2 separate regions of the Mus musculus genome follow, and region 1 is linked to region 2. A link is a contact called in public HiChIP or PLAC-seq data. All regions are on one chromosome and are shown on one strand. Each heading gives the region's core, a stretch centred on a gene start, on an enhancer-like site or on the middle of the called end of the contact. The rest is flanking DNA. Distances are from core to core; before and after follow the strand shown. Region 1 overlaps Wnt7a (wingless-type MMTV integration site family, member 7A). Region 2 holds the start of Wnt7a (wingless-type MMTV integration site family, member 7A).

Evidence for each region. HiChIP or PLAC-seq counts read pairs in DNA pulled down with a chosen protein or histone mark.
Region 1: an HNF4G HiChIP or PLAC-seq map of pancreatic cancer cells shows a contact between it and region 2. The contact joins the enhancer-like site here to the promoter of Wnt7a in region 2. A contact is called at or near these places in 2 of 39 promoter capture datasets (HPC-7-derived erythroid cells and hippocampal neurons), 1 of 15 datasets of contacts at CTCF or cohesin (the NIH/3T3 cell line), 6 of 484 Hi-C or Micro-C datasets (B cells, brain, cerebellum and 3 more), 11 of 115 datasets of contacts at active chromatin or transcription factors (embryonic forebrain, embryonic midbrain, embryonic stem cells and 5 more) and 3 of 9 other capture datasets (adipose tissue, embryonic stem cells and pancreatic islet).

What each region holds. Positions count from the first base shown.
Region 1 is chr6:91,369,410-91,375,805 of GRCm38.p6, forward strand. The region is part of intron 3 of Wnt7a (wingless-type MMTV integration site family, member 7A); the gene reads right to left. Among named protein-coding and RNA genes, the nearest start is that of Gm30437, 39 kb to the right of the region's middle. Within about 2 kb of position 3,807, at least 21 of the 459 cell types and tissues checked have an H3K27ac peak or open chromatin away from gene starts, as enhancers often do. A contact at or near this core is called in pancreatic cancer cells, where this site is marked.
Region 2 is chr6:91,409,719-91,416,551 of GRCm38.p6, forward strand. It overlaps Wnt7a (wingless-type MMTV integration site family, member 7A), which reads right to left and starts at 1,635. Exons shown (of 4, transcript NM_009527.4): 1 at 1,321-1,635. The coding sequence starts at 1,391. It overlaps Gm30437 (a long non-coding RNA gene), which reads left to right and starts at 1,610. Exons shown (of 2, transcript XR_377869.4): 1 at 1,610-2,293; 2 at 2,388-2,998.

The DNA.
Region 1 (6,396 bases), core at 2,557-5,056, 38 kb before region 2:
GTCAACCCAGCCTAGCCTAGAGAAAGCAATGTTCAGGGTCCGTGAGCGTTGCCCCACAGGCTCTGCATTCTTGTCTGGGACAGGGTAAGCAGAAAGGAAGATGTGACTAAAGGACAGAACTTGGACCCTACCTAGTAGGAGGAGTCTTCCTGGGCTGCAGAATACTGTTCTGCAGTGGGTCCAAGATCGGTTTTGAGCCATGCTTACTACACAGGTGGGTTGAGCCCAGAAGATGGGCTTTTCAGATTCCTTGCCAAACTTGTGGCATCTGTCAACACTGGGTGAGGACCCAACTGGGCTGGTGTAGAAGCTGGTCCAAAGTTAGCAGGAGCCTGTTCCTTGAGAGGCTAGCCTTCTCTACCAAGCTCACCCCTGCTGGGGGGAGGCTTGTGAAAGAGTGAGCTCCCTGTCTTGGAGTGTATACAACTAACAACTAGCTCTTTGGAGGGGCTTCCTGCACCCAGTGGGTGGGGCTGCAGCTGAGCTCCCTCTGTGTCTCCCAGCGGTGCCCCAAATCGGTCTAAAGCAGCAGCAAGGCTTTTCCGCACCGCCGGAGGGCGAGACATCAATCTCTTTCTGACAAGTCCTCCAGGAAGTGCAGACAATGTACCAGGTGCTGCCCAGAGCCCAGAACTCCTCAGGGTGGGGTGCTCAGGTCTAGGAAGGTCTGGGGAAAAATTTGGCTCCAGAAAATTCTTTGACTCATACATAATGCCAAGTAGATAGCATCAGAGTCTGACTGCTGGGCCTGCCCCAAACCCTCACAGTGGCAGTGACACCGAGGATCTGGAGGACAGGAGGGGGTTTGAGAGGAGAGAGTTTAGACATGACCTCTGGCTAGGGCTCCCACAGGGTACCCATCACCAAAGTGTGGCTCACACTTCACAGCATCCAGAGGGCCATCTCAGCCTACCCTGTTTCCCTATGCTGAACATCACTGTTCTATGCCCCCATTGAAGCTATCTGAGCGTCTCGGCATGATCAGGACTTCCTGATTCCTGGGATGGATCACCTCTGCTGAGCCCTCCTCAGGAATGTGCCTCAGTCTAGGAATGTACCCCCCTCCAGGACCCTGGGTCTATTCATCTCCTGCACAAGTCTGGCTTACCCTGTCAGGACACTCTTTTTTTTTTTGGTATTACCTTTTCTAGCAAGGCTAATATGGCTGACACTGGCTCCTCAGCCCAGCTCAGCTTCCCTCAGCCACCAAAATGGAAGTCACCCCACTAGTTACTGATTCCAGTCGCCAACAGCCATTTCTTCAGTTCTCTACCAGCCACCTCCCTTTTCCTGTTCCCACCTGGCGCTGCTCTTAGTTCCCACAGTGACCTCTCCAATTCTCACCAGCTATCTCTGCAGTTCCCACCAGTCACCTCCCCACTTCCCAGAAGTTATCCTCCAAATTCCCACCATTCACCCCTTCTAGTTTCCAAAGTCACTCCCCCCCCCCCCCAGTTCCCACCAATCACTTCTCCCAGTTCCCACCAATCACTGTTAAGGAGCAGCTGGTGACTTGATCCCATCACAGCCAACCAGAGCAAGTCTTGGGAGTTAGGTGTGAACTGAAGATTCATTGGCCATTTCTCAGCAGAGAGAAACAAAGGGGAAAGAGAAGCCCACAGCTGTGGACAGACAACTTGTCAGCTTGGGAAACGGAGTCTGATACTGGCTGAGAAAGTGAGCTAAGAGGCGGGGATGTGTGCTGCTGGTTCCTGGGAATAGTGTTCATGCCCAGAATCAGGCTGGGCCAGCATTCATTGCCATAGGACCCTTCAGCTCCAAGAACCAGTGAGTTCTCTGTCCCTGAGTTAGTTTGTGTTGTGTTAATACATTGTAAAGGACCCTAACTGCTACAGAAATCATTCCATCTGTGCCGGAGAGGGTGTGTGTGTGTGTGTGTGTGTGTGTGTGTGTGAGAGAGAGAGAGAGAGAGAGAGAGAGAGAGAGACAGAGAGAGGGGGAGAGAGAGAGAGAGAGAGAGAGAGAGAGAGAGAGAGAGAGGGAGAGAGAGGGGGAGAGAGAGAGAGAGAGAGAGAGAGAGAGAGAGAGAGAGAGAGAAACAATCCCTAGTTGATAAGTCTGAGAGTACAACCAACATGGCCTGGGTTGCTGGGACTGGATTGCATATTAAATAGGGCTTGGGGCAGGTGAGATGCCAGTGGGTAAAGCCCTTGCTGTAGGAGAGGAGGGAAGTTTGGAGTCCCAGAACCCACCGGGAAAAGTTACATGTGCATCAGAGTCTGCATGCTCCTTTAGCAAGGTAGGAAGTGGAAACAGGAGACTCCCTAGAAGCTAGCAGGCCACTTGCCTGTGTACATCACAATGAAGAGCAAAGAGACCCTGACTCAAAGACAGCGGAAGACCTTCTGACCTTACCATAAGCATGCCACAGCACATGTGCATCTGCACACATAATTGTATGCATCAAGCACACATGTGTACAATACAGACATACACACCACCACTACTACCACCACCACCCTAAACTATAAGTTCAAAAGACATGAGAAGGTCAGGACCCTGGGAGCTGAAGAGTGAGAATCTAAGTAAGCTGACATTGCTGCTTCCTTCCCTGGTCCCCTCTGAGGCATCAGTTCTGGGCCATTTGTACCTCTCAGGTGGTGGGCAAGGATCCAGGTGACTAGATTCTTTGTGACAGCATGCTATAACAAAACATCCTGAGGCAGGGAGCACTTACTTTTCTCCATCACTCCTCCTCCTCTTGCTGCTGCTCCTCCCCCTGCTGCCCCTCCCACTGCTGCTCCTCCTCCCACTACTCCTCCTCCTGCTGTTCTTTCCCTTGCTGCTCCTCCCACTGCTGCTCCTCCTCCCACTGCTCCTCCCCCTGCTGTTCTTCTCCTTGCTGCTCCCCCTCCTTCTGCTGCTCCTCCTCCCACTGTTCCTCCCCCTGCTGTTCCTCCCCCTGCTGCTCCTCCCCCTGCTTCTTTACTCCTGCTGCTCTTCCCCCTGCTGCTCCTCCCCTGCTGCTCCTCCCCCTGCTTCTTTACTCCTGCTGCTCTTCCCCTTGCTGCTCCTCCCCTGCTGCTCCTCCTCCTGCTGCTCCTCCTTCCACTGTTCCTCCCCCTGCTGCTGCTCCTCCTCCTCTTGATCCCCATCCTTCACAGCTCCTCTTCATCTCACTCCTCCCCTACTGCTCCCCTCCCCTCATCCTTGGGCCCATCCATCATGAGCCGAAAGCTGCCTTGCACTTAACTGCAGCTGTATTCCTCTGGGCAACTCAGATGAAAGAGGGGAAACAGCTTTTTCTGTAAATACTTGGGGTATTTTCTCTTTGGTTGCATTCTTTAAGCCATACTGAGTGCACTCACTTGAAGCCAGCGTCCCTACCTGATTCAGGTGGGTGCAGGCACAGCTGCATTCCACAGACTGGGGCCACACTGCAGCACAAGGGTTACAGACCTGAGCACAGAAGGCATGGCCAGGAAAAGGGGTTTGGGACCCAGCCAGAGAGGATTTCTGGTGTAAACTAGAGGCCTCTAGAAATCGTTGTCTATTGGGTTACAGAGGCTTGGACAAAGTGACTCCCTGCTGTCCTTGAGTTATAGACTTGTCTGAAACCTGTCCTCTAACTCTGGGGTCTTATAGAAACTTCATAAATGGCCCCAGTCTTGTCTCCTCTGAGGTTCATGTTCCTCCTGTATTCCTGGCACAGGTCTGCTGTGGTCAAAGAGCCAGAAGCAAGGAATGCTTACAAACCCACAACACCCCTTCCTGTGGGTGCCCCAACCCAGCTCTACAGGCTACACACCCTTGTACTCATTACCATACAAGCAGTGCCAGGTCTCATCTGCACATATATTCACACCCTCCCTCAAAACCATGTGACCCACATGTTCACATGCCTTTGCTCTGTGTAACTTTGGCTGTCCTGGAACTCACTCTGTAGACCAGGCTGGCCTTGAATTAAGTTTTCTGCCTACCTCTACCTCTGGAATGCTGGGATTAAAGGCATCACCACCACCACCACCACCACCAAGCCACACTTGTGTAGTTTTACACTTATATAAAGACATACACACACACACACACACACACACACACACACACACGTACACGCACACGCACATGCACATGTGTTCATCTTCCTCTACATTCATACACATATGCACACCCTCTGACATGGTGGGAGCCCAGGTGACAGCACATAGGCTCCTGCATGGCTGTGGGCCTGGGCAGGCCTCAGGTCCTCTCATTGCAAGCTGAGGCTGCTATAACCCCTTCATAGGGCTTTCATGGACACTTGGAGCCATTTCCAAAAGGCAGTGGCTATGCTCTGGGGACGGTAGCTGCTCACAGTGCTCCTGCCTGCCATCTCTCCTGAGATGATAAATAAACCAGAGAGGCTACAGGACTGTCCCATGGTCCAAGCTGAGTGGAGACTATGAACTGTGGCTTTGAGTGAGACGGTTGGGTGGTCCTGCCTGTGATAGAAGAATGTGGAGTCAACAAACGTATGTGCTTCCAGCCATCTCTGGGGCATCCGTGAGTGGACTTTTGCCTCATTTCCTCTTTTATTCACTCTCCTTCATCTTTGAAGCACATGATGATTTATTTCTTAGGCTAGGATTAGAGGTGGGCGGCCAGGTGCACAGTGAGAGACCTAGTCTGGACTGGGAAGTCATTGCAGATCAACTGTCACACTGGCAATAGGCAGATGCCAGCTTCTAGCAGTGGTAGCTTTGAAGGAAATAGACTCCCCCCTACAACCAACCTAGAAGATATTTGTAAGAGTGGAATAATCTACTTCTAGGGTTGTCTCTCAGTGGCAGAGCACTTGACCAGCATGCATGAGGTTCTAGGTTCAATCTCCAGTAATAGAGCACACTTGTTCTCTCATCATCATCATCACCACCTCTCTCTCTCTCTCTCTCTCTCTCTCTCTCTCTCTCTCTCTCTCTCTCTCTCTCACACACACACACACACACACACACACACACCAATCTAGAAGAAATGAGGTGGTAGCAGCCTTAGGCCATGGTGCTCACCTCACTCAAGCTGTTAAGAGTGCTGGGGTTGAGCTCTCAAAAGTCCTTACTATCACAAAGGGATTGTGGGTAGAACAATAGATTTCTCCTCAACCCTTCAATTAGGGGGTGGGGACCAATGCAAAACGGTGAGATAGTTAGCATTCCCAGCACCCACCAACCTGATGCTCTGACAGCCCTTAGAGATGTAGGATAGGGCTGGCCTATGCAGCCCTCTCAAAGGCCTGAAGTCTATCAGTTCCTCTTCCTCTGTTGGCCCTAGACTTATGCACTTTCGGAGAGAGCTCTGAGGTGGCAGTGCCTAGGCACATCAACAGCACAGAGGTCATGCCAGATACCCAAGTCTGCATGTGTTCTTCGCAGCAACAGCCATTAAAGTTCAAATGGAACAACTCCCAAGGCCCTCACTAGACAAATAGGTTTTGATAACTTCTTGCAAATGGGGGCATCTTGTCATATTCCACTAACACAGTCAAGGGGCCATGAAAATGGGGATACCCCACCATGGCCCATCAGTCCTAAGAGCTATTTTCACTAAGCAGCCAACCACAGAATAACCACTGTAACCTAAAGACTATCTTTCTGTAGGCAATGCTACCTACCACATGACGGTCAGAGCTCCTGCAGGCACCCAGTGTGCTATCAGACCTGACCTCAAAACAAGCCGTGTAGATTTCTCTCTCCTATAGTTTCCAACTTTGCTTTGCTTTTTCCAACATCAGAGGCCTCTAAGGCACGAGCCTATGCGTTCCAGATTCCGTTCCTATCCTTAGTTTATTTCCCCTAATAAGATCTGAATTGGAGAGTTATCTCTGCATTTTGCTTGGTGTTGACACAACAAACTCTCCATATAATGTCTTCTGCCATGAAAAGGGAAGAAGTGTTGCTACCTAGACTTCTGTCACTGTGGCAAAATTCCCAAGGTCATCGATGCTTACATTGACCATGGTTCCTTAACTCTTTCCATGCTTGCTTGGCCCTCCTGCTTTGGGGCTGTGATGTCACAGTCCTTCATGGTAGTGCTCAGTGGGAAGTTGCTTACCTCCTGGCAACCAGGAAACGGGGGGGGGGGGGGCAGGGCTAGAGACTAGATAGGTAGAGGCTCCACTCTCTCCTTCAAAGACATCCTCCCAGACACCTGGTGACCCCTCAATAAGCTGGCAACTAAACCTTTAGCAGATGGGCTTTAGGGGATGCTCCGAGTCTAAGCAGCATGCTACAACATGGATGTGCCCTACACACGTGCTAGTAATATACAAAGCCTGTCACTGAAACACACACACACACACACACACACACACACACCACACACACACACACACACATACCACACACATACCACACACACACACATACACACACACACACACACACACACACACATACCACA
Region 2 (6,833 bases), core at 385-2,884:
ACCTAACGCGGCCAGAGCCAATGAGCCCGACCTCGCTTCCTGGATGCTGGATGAGTGGATGAGCGCAGGGCGGTAGTGCGCGGGCCAAGATGAAGATTAAAGCAAGTGGGGGGGAAAAAAAAAGAAAAGAAAAGAAAAGCCATCCAGACGCGGGCGAATCAATAACACTTAAAACACACCCGCAGGCAGGCAGCGCGCGAGCCCAGAAGCCGCCTCTCGATCCGCGGTTGGGCTGGAGGCCGCCTAGTCCACTCAGAGCGCACTTGGTTTTGAAATCCCATTCCAGAGAGGTGGGGTTGGGGAAGTGGGAACCCTGAGGGTGGCGGCGGAGAAACACAAAGGGTCTGCCACACACGCCCCCTGGCCTTGGGTCCAGTTCTTCCCAAGGCAGCGACAGGAGGTTCACAGGTAGTAGGGGTGTATAGAGAGAGGCAGGTGTGAAGCCTCCCAAGGTAGCCCTTTGGCGCTAGGACCTCTGTCTATGATTAAAGCCCCCCACGTCCCCAAAACCGTGCTGCACACAAGTCACTTCCTAAGTACAAAGAGAGGCCGCGCAACGCAGCGCAAGAAGCCACCTGCTTCCACTTTCCAGTTAGAGTGTCTCCTGCCCCACCTCCTGACGCCTGGGTTCTTTGGCTCCCACCCCAGCGACCCCAGGGTCGGCTGTCTTGCTTTCTTTGGGTGGCGGCTAGAGAGCGTCTCTCCTTGGTGTCTCCGACTAGCCATTAACTATCTCTGGTCGTACTATTTGGTTCTGATTGTTAAATGTGCTGTCCTCCTAGCTTGGGAAGGGGGTCTGAGGGCCGCTGGAAATGAGGCGGTGCCAGAGCTCTGAAAGGTGGTTTATGCTTTTGCCAGGGAACACCCCCAGTCCTGGGCCCACGTTTGCTACATGAGTAGCCCTGTCTGCAAAAGGGCTGCGCTCACAATATCGCGCGTAGAATTCCTGCTGGGAATTGAGCTCTCTAGGGGTGGCTGTGGTCCTGCCGGATCTACTGTGCTTGTGGCTTGCGCGCAGGGGCGGGGGGTGGGGCGGTTCCTGGGGACCCCATAGAGCAGATATTCGCTTCCAGAAACACTTAACTGTCTGTTTCTGGAGGTATCCCTGACTCTGAGATCCTTGGGATGGCCGATCCCCTGCCCGAGTCTGTGGAATTGCGTGCGCCCCTGGGTTGTCCGCTCACGGGGAGCCTTTGTGCCCTCAGGGTTCCTGCACCTCCCACTGCCTCTCCTGAGCTAAGTTGGGCAGCGCGCCTCCCTCCCGGGCCCAGTCAACTTTGCCTCCGTCGCACGCGCGGAAAGAACGCGCGCGGTGCTTACCCGATCCGGAGGTAGACTATGCCCAGGCTGAGAAAGAGGTGGCCCAGGCAGCGCCGCGCTTTCCGGGTCATAGTCCCCGCTGGTGGCGGGTGCCACGGGCCGGGCTGTGCTGATCCCGCCAGCCGGGCCCGGCGGGGCAATCCACATAGCCTGCGCAGGGGGCGCGGGCCGAGGCTCCCTGGGCGGTCCGTCGGTGCGTCGGTCCGCGCTAGGCACTGGAGACTGTCCCAGAGCGCGGGAGCCGCGGAGCCAGAGGAGGGGAGAACAAGCGCAACAAGGGGCGCCGCTGCGCGCCAGCGATCGCGGCAAGTGTTTGAGGCGCGGGGACTGCGGGGCGCTGCTGCCTCCCGCCCCCGCCCCTCCCTCTCCGCCCTTCCCCCGCCCGCCTCCCGGAGCGCCCGCCCCGCGCCCAAGCGCCCGCGGGTCGAGGATGTCTGCCCCGAGCGCGCTCCCGCGGCGCTCCTCCGAGCTCGCGGCGGTGGGAGGCGGGGGCGTGGAGCGGAGTTGGGGGTGGAGGGCGGTGGAATCCTGCCTGCCTAGCATCCTTCGCTAACTCGCAGGTTGAGACCAGCAGGTGCCCAAGGGCCATCCTCTGGGTGTAGAGGATATAGGCTCATTTCAGAACCCTCACGCCTTGTTAGAGCTCTGTCACACGGGCCAGAAACAGGGAACTGGGGTGGAGACTCCTGCAGAACTACTACCCCACACATTCTCTCCTCACCCTCGTCTGTGCGAGGGGCTGATTGCACCTAAGGCGAGACGTGACAGGATCCTCCGGAATCTTGCTACCGGTGGAGACTTGGAATTGGACTGGAGCCCAATGACCAGTAGCAGAACCTGAGAACACGCGCAGGTGAAAGCTCAGAGCGCTCTCACGGCGACACCTGCTGGGTGCGGCAGGTGGTGCATTCTGGCCTTTTGTCTTTCTGATCAGAGACACGCAGCCCAAGTTTCAGTTGGAGAAACTGAGGAGGTGAAGTCAAACTCAAAGTCACTAACAGGTGAATAGCCAGATTGGAACAAGGTAGCCCCAACTCTAGTGACCCCTACTCTTCTCTCCACTCCAGGCCTGCTTAGCCTTCCAGACTGCAGTTCTTCATGCATACCTTCATGTACAGCCGCTGTTCACGCATGCGTCCACGGGCTACTGGCGCCAGCCATGCTGACAACCGTGGATTCAAGGAACACGGGAGACCTTGGTCTGGGTACAGCCTGGGGGGGGGGCGCTTTCAGAATATGGCCACTACATTGTTCAACCAATCTCCATTGCAAGGAGTTCTCTGTGCGCGCCTTCCTTGCCTCTGGGCAAGCCTGTGATAGCTTCCTCATTGACAGGTGCAGATGATGGTAAATGGATACGTACAGGAGCCCTGTCCAGTAAGCACATGCATAGCTTCAGATGGCACCGGCTGGTGAGAAGGTCACAGGACCGGGGACCGGGCAATGGGAAAGAGGGTTCTGTGCACTAAAATGTTTGTTTTAGCTCTGAGGAAGTGGCTGGGCTGTCCGCAGCAGATCACAGGATTTGGGCCCATTATGGTAGAAGCTAGGAGTGGGTGAAGGAGGAGCAAGGATGAAGAGAAAGAAAGCCAGTGATGTGGAGGGAAGAGAGGGGGACTGTATTCCTAGAAGAGTTTGGAGTCCAATGGAGACCCTGGAGAATAAAGCAGGTAACTCATTTGTGTGTGTGTGTATCTCTGGGTGTCCCATGGAGACACTGATGGGGGCTGGGAAGGGAATTGGACACTGGGGAGCCTGTTGGACTAGGGAGACTTCAACATGGGTTCAGGGACAGATGGGACATTTGTGCTGGAGAACTTTTATTGCCGTTTTGGCATGAATCTGACTGAAGTGGAGATAGCCTTGACCCACTGGTCCCCCAGCTTCCACCTCAGGGGTGCTGGGATTACAGACTGTGCACTCCCACCCTGCTTTATAGGATGTCAGGGATTGAACCTAGTTCTTTTCTAGTGCTAAACCAGTACTTTCCCAACTAAGCTATATCACCCCCCCCAAGCCTGGGGGTGCTTTCAGAACATGGCCACTACAATGTTCAGACGTTCTCCATTGCAAGTTCTCTGTGTCCTCCTGGCTCGCCTCTGAGTGGGCCTGTGATGGCTTCCTCAATAACAGGGAAGAGGTAATGGTGCAGGTGAATGGATGCATACAGGAGCCCTGACCCACCCTAATGACTGCTGTGCTGTGAGGAAACCAGGAATATGTACAGCCACTGCAGCCCACAGTCCTAATTGTGACCTTGACTGGTGGGATCCATTATGATTGCTACACAGGTCACTGAAGGCCCTCCAGATGCCACCAGCCATCCACTCAGTCTTCCTGGCTTCAGATTTGCCCAGGTGAGGCATTGTGGACAGTGTCTGGGTGTCCTCTTTACCCATAGCACATTCTCTTGTATTCCTCCTCTGTCTAGTCATCTGAGGTCTCCTCCAGAACATCTCTCTGGTGTGTCACTTCCAATATGCACCATTGTCATCTTAAAGCAGAGTCATGCACGTCATGGATGTTGGGACACACATGACCTGCAAGTCCTGTGGCAGCTGTGGTGACAGCAACAGCCCTGGCAAAGGCTGAGGGCATCTGCTGGGAAAGGGAAGGGGGGGGGGGGGGAGGAAGAACTGATTGGAAAACAAGCTGAGACAGAAGAGTGGGTGGGAAGAACCCAGTCTCCGCCCTTCTCCTGCAAGGAGTTCTCTGTGCCCTCCTGACTTGCCTCTGGGCAGGCCTGTGATAGCTTCCTCGGTGTCAGGGAAACAGGAATGGTGCAGGTGATGGTACACAGATGCATACAGGAGCCATTCTGAGGATGGCGGAATGGCCAAGCCCAGAGGCAGCACTGCCCCCCATGTCTGCACTGCCCTCAGAACTGCACTATGTTACCTCAGAGCCCTCTGACAATGCTGTGAGGCCCTGTTCTCATTATCACATCCCTGTTTATATGAAGAACGCGATCGTGGAGTATTAAATATCCCCATATCCTCACAGCCAGTAGTATATGATAGAGTTGAGATTTGAACTTGAAGCACTGGTTCTAGCCATAGCTCCCATGTTACGTGTGTGTGTGTGTGTGTGCGTGTGCGTGTGCGTGTGTGTGTGTTAAAGGCATTAGATGCACATTGAACATGGGCAAAGGCGCACCCTATCCTTCCTCTTTGTATAACTCCAATGCCTTTAGCTCCCTTTCCACCTGGTAAGTTTGTAACCCACCCACATCCCCACTCACCTGAAAAGCTTGCCTTGACCCACCTGGCTTCTACCCACGGTTCTTGGTTTCTTCTTCATCCATTTTTCAAATATTCATCAAGGATTAATGTGTTCCAGGCTCTATAGAATCTAGAGATATAGAGGGTCCGATATTCTCTGCAAATCTTTGAATGAGTCAGACACATATCCCTACATAGGACCAGGTCTGTATTTGTAGATAGCATATTTTTATTGTAATTCTTCCTTGGGTTTCCAGTGCCCTTGGGCTTGTCTTGGCAGAGCCCTTCCCATCCTAAAGGATATCCAGGCTCACCCCAGAGGCCTCTCATTAGAGTACAATCTCCTCATAACAAAGTCCTTCTGCTCTGATTACACAACTGCACAGAGCTTATGTCAAACCAAAACCATGGCTTGCTGAAGAGATCGCACATTTGGGGATCAGCTAAGCATGGGGTTTGGTGCCAGCTCTGCCACTTATTAAATTCATGGTCCAAGACAGTTTTTCATTCGCTTGTTTGTTGGGTATGCTCTGCAGCTAGTAACTTCTAGGTCAATTACTAGAGGGGGTTGAGAGTTCTGAAGGAGAAACTTTATTTAAAGCATCCCAAAGTCCTGAGCCCTAGATCAACTGTCTGGGACTGTCTGCAGAAGTTCTTTTTTTGCAAATTTCTGCTAGCCCAGGATCTCCCCCCACCCCACCCCACCCCCATTTGCAACCACTACTTGGATCATTGAAAGAGCTGTCCCGGTGGGCTTCTTGTTCTTCAGGCAAACCAAGCATACCTGGGCAGGCGCTCACTCTGGGCTTTGTCGCCACCTGTTGGGGGCAGAAGAAATAACCAGCCCAGTCCCAGAACCACAGTTAACAGTTGCTACTAAGAGGTGCCTGGTCTCAAGGGAATAAGATGGAGAGCAACACAGTAGGACACCCAACATCCTCCTCTAGCCTCTGTAACTCATACACAGGTGAACACACTAGTAAACGCTTGTGCACACATAACCCCCCACAACACACACACACACACACACACACACACAGAGAGAGAGAGAGAAAAAAAAGAGTCATAAAGCAAAAAAAAAAAAAAAATCATAGGCTATAGAACCCCTTTTATTAATGAAGTATCGAGCTGCTGGGGCCTGTGCTAGGCAGACTACTGACAAAGAATAAGTGAAGTATGCTGGTGCTCAGAGGAGAAGCACAGCTGATGTGACTCAGTGGCTTGCGAAGAACCTCAACTAGCAGCAAAGAACGTCTCTGACAAAGAAATCTGTGCTGGTACAGGGTGATGAAAAGCACCCATGGACCACCCTGAAGACCCTAGCCAGGACACTTCTTCCCATCATAGTGGCTGTTATGCTTCACCGATGTGGCCTGTGTCACCAGCATCCACCAAAGAGATGGATGTGACACCCAGGTGATTCTTTCAAGAGCCTGAGCATCCAGCCCATGGAGAGCGACGGTTAGAAAGAAGCAGTCAGAAGTGACAGGAGTCACCCAGGCCTCTCTTATGAAAGCTTTGGGCCTCCTGCCCTGGAGCTCTTGCCTGCAGATCCTATCCCCCAGGGTGAGAGCAGGTAGGACAGGACAATGAGGCCTGGAGACCCTGTTCCCATAGCTGGGGAACAGCAGAAACCCAGAGCCCCATGACAGTCAGCTGCCACGTGACAAATTACCCTCCCCAGCTTTTAGCTTAAAGGTGGAAAGCTTTGTTTGATATCAGAGGTTTAGGTCCATGGATGCTTAACCCTGTTGTTAGGCAGCTCATCATAGCAAGAGGCTGTTGGGGAAAAACACACTCCCGTCATGACATCCAGGAAGCAAGAGAGGGACATGAAGGAGCTGAGGTTCTCTTCTCTTCTTCAAGGCCTTGCCCCCAGTGACTTAACATCCTCCCACTGGAAGGCCCAGTTCCCTCCCAGTAGCACCTCAAGCTAGGAACCAAGCCTTTACATGGGCCTGTAGGGACAGCTAAAATCCAAACTAGGACGCTCCATTTGGTTAAGAGGGGGAAGGACTCCCACTTCCGCTCAGTGCTGTCAGGGAGAGCAGCCTGCTGCAGTCCATGGTTAACTTCTTGCACAGGGGACAGAAGTGGCTTGGGCCCAGTTTCTCCTCATACAGGTGACATTGGAAGATGAAGGAGAGCAGGCCCTCAGCCCCTTGCTGGTCCTCATCTCTCCAACTCAGAATCGGTGCCTGGCATGCTGGTGCTGAGTCTGGCTCTCCCCAGAGTGCTGTGTTTTGGGAAATAAGTGTTCGAGTCCCCAGAAGTGAGACTTTAAAGCATTCT